Regions from separate parts of the Pan troglodytes genome. Here region 1 is linked to region 2. A link is a contact called in public capture Hi-C data. All regions are on one chromosome and are shown on one strand. Each heading gives the region's core, a stretch centred on a gene start, on an enhancer-like site or on the middle of the called end of the contact. The rest is flanking DNA. Distances are from core to core; before and after follow the strand shown.

Region 1 (2,700 bases), core at 10-2,509, 790 kb after region 2:
GCCAGTATTTTAAGAGGTATTCAACCCATACAAGGGTCTTGAGCTCTTTCTCTGAGAAGCACTGTGGCTCCGCTGTTTACAGGATTATAGATGAATCCGGGAGCCAGAGTGGCATCATCTTTTAAATATAGTTAATAACATCTGCCTATCTGGTTATTGTAAGGATAACTGGGATGATGTTTGATCTGTAGTTTCAGATTCTAATAATTTGAAGAATATCAATAAATAGCAGCTATGCTGTTTTTAATATTATAATTACTGGCAGACTGTGTTGGGGTGGACAGCTCATTGAGTTACTAAGGGAAGTGGTAAGGCAACAGTAGGGAACTAGAAAATCCTCTTCTACAAATGCTTTGGTAAGAAGTCCTGGATTGCAGAAAGTAATAATTGATGATAGTAGCTAATATTTACTAAGCGCTTATTGTACCTCAATTACTGTGCTTTACAGGTTATCTCAATTAAGCATCACGACAACACTATAAATAAAAACCATTATTATCTTCATTTTAGAAATGAGCAAATTGAGGTGTGGTAATGTTAAATCACTTGGTCAATATCACACAACAAAGATGTGGCAGGTCTTAGATTAGAACCCACAGTTGGCTTTAGAGCTGTTACTCCTAATACCGAGGCCAGAGCTTCTCAAACCTTACTGTCATCACAAATCACCAGGGGATCTTGTTATACAGCGCAGCTCTGGCTCAGTAGCTCTGGTGTGGGGCTGCAATTCTGCGTTTCTAACAAGCTCCCAGGTGATGCTGATGCTGCTGGTCCCAGGACCACACTTCGAGTAGTGCCCAGACTGTACTCTCTATGCTGGCCACATCATATGGAACCTAATTTGTCCCAGGTACAAATGGGACCACAAGAACAGTGATGGTACCCATCACACTGTCGTCCTGCCCTATGTGCATAATATGCATAAACAGAACCTCAGAAATCATTTCTCCTACTGCACACTCTCCCCAGGAGCCCAGGCATGTCTCAAACACTTAGCCTTCTCTGCTGCTTTGACTGCAAGATACTCGCTACTTTCCACCACCTTTGAAGTCAAAGGTAGACCCTCACTGTTACCTGCTTCTACGGCCTTCTCTGAGCACACCATGCCTGGAGTTTTAACTCTGGGTATTCTGAAATATGCAAGAGCCTTAAGGTGTGGAAAGACATCGAGTTCCTTCCCTCCAGCCCTCAGCAGGGTTGTGCTGTGTTCACTGCAAAAAAAACAAGAAGCCCCTCTTCCACTCAGGGCTGCCTGGGCCCCAAGCAGCATTACTTGTGCTCTCGATCTCACAGGTTCCCTTGTGAACACAGCGCTGTCAGCTGCTGCCTGTAGCCTTACTGTCCTGGGAAAATATGCTGTCTTCCTGCCTCCCTTTTTCTCTCACTAGCTGAAAAAATGCTGTCATTCTGCCTCCCTTTTTCTCTCACTAGCCTCTGCTTCAGCTCTCTTAGAATTCACCACCCTGAAAGCAAGTTAACTCAGGCCAACTTCCAACTTGGGTGGGAGGGGTGAATCTCAGCTTAGGCTCAACTAGAACCATACTCTGGGTATGACACAAGGCATAGTAAAGGAGACATTGGAGAGGCACTTCAAAGATTCAGAGTTCATAATGAGGCAAGGGAAACTACTGGAATAAAGCTGAGTCTGAGGTGGGAGACCCACTTCTGCCCCAACTTAGCTGTGTGACCTTGGGCGTTTTAGCAACCCTCTCTGATTGTTCCAAAACTATAAGGAGAAAGAGGCTCTAGATGACCTTCAATGTGTACCTTCCCATTCTATGTGATTTTCTGTTATCTTCTAATAGCACCTAGTGGTTTAGATAAGTCTATAAGAAATTATTCCTACTTACCAAACATCTGTTCTACTAAATAGAAATTAGAGCAGTGCTCAATAGAGAGTTAAAATGTAAAGCCAGTTCGGGCACAGTGACTCATACCTGTAATTCCAGCACTTTGGGAACCCAAGGCGGCGGATCACCTGAGGTCAGGAGTTCAAGACCAGCCTGGCCAACATGGTGAAATCCCATCTCTACAAAAATACAAAAATTAGCCAGGCATGATAGCTGGTGACTGTAATCCCAGCTACTCGGGAGGCGGAGGTGGGAGAATTGCTTGAACCCAGGAGATGGAGGTTGTAGTGAGCCCAGATCATACCATTGCACTCCAACCTGGGGTACAGAGCGAGACTCTGTCTCACAAATAATAATAATAATAATAATAATAATAATTAGCCAGGCATGGTGGCACACACCTGTAATACCAGCTACTTGGGAGGCTAAGGCACAAGAATCACTTGAACTCAGGAAGTGGAGGCTGCGGTGAGCTGAGATCATGCCTCTGTACTCCAGCCTGGGCAACAGAGGAAGACTCTGTCTCAAAATAATAATTAATTGATTAAAAATAAATAAATAAATGAAATGTAAAGGCAAATAGCTTAGGCTCCCCCATCACTAGCTCTGTAATCTTACTTAAATGTCACCCTTCCTTTCAACTCTTTAGTTTTCTCACTGTAAAGTGAAGGGGTTATACCAGCTGAATTCATAATAATAAAGGCTTCAAACTGGAGGCTCTTGGGCTTCATTCAGTCTACACACATGCTTTGCTTAATCAATAGAGTATTTTAAAATTTTTCAATCAGTTACTAACGTTTAAAAATTAGGAGATTTTACATAAAAATCTGATTTTCTGACTTTTCTTGAA
Region 2 (2,700 bases), core at 95-2,594:
CTCAAAAGGGCCAAGGCCAGAAGCACCACCTTCAATACAACAGCACCAATGTGGCAGTGAGGTGCATAACACTGCCTGTGCCACAGCTGAGATCCTTTTTCTAAACTTCAGGATCCTTCAACTTCTCTCCCCACAGAAGCTGGGCTGCTGTGGTGGTATGTAGCACAGGAAAAATATAAGATCCTTTAAAGAAACAAACAGTCCAGGCGCAGTGGCTCACACCTGTAACCCCAGCACTTCAGGAGGCCAAGGTGGATCGCCTGAGGCCAGGAGTTTGAGAACAGCCTGGGCAACATAGTGAGACCCCATCTCTATGAAAAAAAAAAAAAAAGAAAGAAAAAAAGAAATGAAACACCCAATAATTCTGTTTTTGATCCCTAAAAGTCCACCCTATTCCTTTGGGGAGGGGGCTGTGGAGGAGGGACAGGGCGTGGGGGAAGCATAGGGAGCTGGTTCCCGTGGACCGCATGCCGTTCCTGACCTCTGAGCAGACATCCCCAGCAGGTCTTCACTGATGTCGGGCAGCCAGGATGGGACTGATCAACTGGGCAGGAGCACTTTGCCCAAGGGCCCTTGGTATGAAGAGTACATTTTGAGAGGCGTAAGTCCCTTCTGGAGGACAAAACTTGTGTTCTTCAGGCCAAACTGTTTTCCATCTCATCCAAGAATGATCCTGCCAGATGGGAGCCCCCATCTCCAGCTCATGCCTCCCACAGCAGGCCTGCAGAGCACTGTATCTGACTCAGTAGAGCTCTGGATCCAGGGGCAATGGGCAACCAGTGGACAAGCAGGCCAAGGCGCACTGCTGCAGCAGGGTGGCTTTTTTTTTGGAAACAGGAAGAGCACTTAGCGAAACACATCCTCTAATCCCAGTGGGATGACGTTAAGGCGAAATCTCCTCTCCCCAAGAAGTTTTGGTTGCCTCCCTCTGCCAGGCAGAACCCAGACTACATGCTGCTCCGATCCTCATGCAGTCAGACCTTCTCAGTTTCATTAACTTGTGTAATATTCTGAAGACTATGTGAGTAAGGCTATAGAGGTGCCATGAGCTTATCAGTCCAACAAGGTTTCCATGGGGAATAGCTCAGACTCAGAATTCATTTTCCACACTTAATGTAAATGTAACCCATAAAAGTTCCATTTTCTAAGAAGCCCAGCTTAAAAGGAAGCATTTGGCTTCCCCTCCCATCTCCCAGAGCCTCCTGTGAGTGGTAATGACAATGGTAATTAGGCGGATGAGCCAGGAATGGAATCCTTGAACAAGGGGCTCCCAGCTCTGGCTGTGACTCCCCCTGCCCTCACTGCTCCCCCGGCCTGCTGGCTGCTGCCTCAGCTTGGGCGTGCTCTTCAGGTGTGGGCTGTTCCTGCTTCTGAGAGGGCTCAGGCCTCTCCCTGACGACACAGGCACAGTTCTTCACAAGAATCACGCCAGCCTGGCCTCCCAGATCTACGGGCACCCGCCTTGGGAACTGCCCTGCTCCTGGTGGGGTTGTATGATATGGGCAGGCCACACCACATCAGCTCTTCCCTCCTTTCTTCCTGTCACTAAAAAACACATTGGGTGGGCTTCTCTAGAGGGGAAGCTGTTTCAGAACTTCAGGAATTTCCTGGAAGCCCAGCCTGCCCCAGTCCAGCTCTGCGATCAGCTGGTACATGGAGGCAGATGGGACTTTGGGAACTGGTTAGAAGGATGCTTAGCTTATGCCTTCCTCTCTTTGGCTGGCTTTTTTTGTTAAGCATTTTTCCAGAATCAAAGGCCACCAAGCACCTCCCTCCACATTCCTACGTCTCAGTGGTGGCGGCTGAGCGGTGGAGGGAAGATACTCAAAGTCATAGAGAGAGGGCTTTGCCTCGGAAGGCAGGCTGGTGCCCTCGCCACCACTGCCATCCCTTTGCCATGGGTGGCCTTCCGTTCTGTGGACATGGTGCCCACATTGAAGGCTTGCTGTGCAGTGCTCGTTCTCACATCTGGCTTTGGGAGAAAGGAGGAGATGAACAGGAACATCATGGGGGACCAACCAATCACAGGCATCCTGGGTGCTTTCCCTCCCGGGAGGATGGGACTCTGAGCCCAGGATGTTATGTCACTGGTCTGGGGGAAAGGACCTGGGAGACACTTTCTCTATCCCAGCACGGGGGTGGCACCGACAACTACACAGGATTTGCAAAAGTGGTAGGAGGTTTCATTTAGCATCAAAATAGAAAGCTTGAACAGGAGTTTGGGGCAGCTTAAAAAAGGTGCTGAACAACACCATGAAATTCCCTGGAGCAAGATGAAGCCATCTGTGATCCTCTGGAGGCAGAGAACAAGGTGAGAAGAAATCCACCACTCTTCTGCAGGAGCCCTGCCAAGGAGCCTCAGGTCCTACAGACCCTCCTCCCAGGCCCCCTTGGAAGGGGTGTTGTACTGGCCCATCACTCCCTTTACTCCTGCCCGACCCCAATCGAAGAAGAAAGGGTTGCACATGAGACAAGTTAGCACAGACATTCATGTCCCACATCACACTGGGTACCTAGGGACAGACGAGGACACACCCCAGGAGATGCATCTCAGAGAGGAGATACATACCCCAAACGACAAGGGAAAAATCCTCAAGGAAAAAGGGAGCAAAAGACAATAAAGTTTCCATTGTGATCACACTACAGAAAAAAATACCTTCTGTTCTTTGCAAAAAATGTGCGAAGGCCAAATTTGTGTTT

Evidence for each region. Capture Hi-C pulls out chosen DNA fragments and counts their contacts.
Region 1: a contact with region 2 is called in a capture Hi-C map of stem cell-derived neural stem cells, with 6 times the contacts expected there. The contact joins two enhancer-like sites. A contact is called at or near these places in 1 of 1 datasets of contacts at active chromatin or transcription factors (stem cell-derived excitatory neurons) and 1 of 1 other capture datasets (stem cell-derived neural stem cells).

What each region holds. Positions count from the first base shown.
Region 1 is chr9:81,473,767-81,476,466 of NHGRI_mPanTro3-v2.0_pri, forward strand. All of the region lies in intron 9 of TENM4 (teneurin transmembrane protein 4), which reads right to left. Among named protein-coding and RNA genes, the nearest start is that of MIR708, 55 kb to the left of the region's middle. Within about 2 kb of position 1,260, at least 1 of the 24 cell types and tissues checked has an H3K27ac peak or open chromatin away from gene starts, as enhancers often do. A contact at or near this core is called in stem cell-derived neural stem cells, where this site is marked.
Region 2 is chr9:80,679,872-80,682,571 of NHGRI_mPanTro3-v2.0_pri, forward strand. TENM4 (teneurin transmembrane protein 4) reads right to left here. Exons shown (of 42, transcript XM_063784373.1): 42 at 1-2,700. Among named protein-coding and RNA genes, the nearest start is that of NARS2, 81 kb to the left of the region's middle. Within about 2 kb of position 1,345, at least 2 of the 24 cell types and tissues checked have an H3K27ac peak or open chromatin away from gene starts, as enhancers often do. A contact at or near this core is called in stem cell-derived neural stem cells, where this site is marked.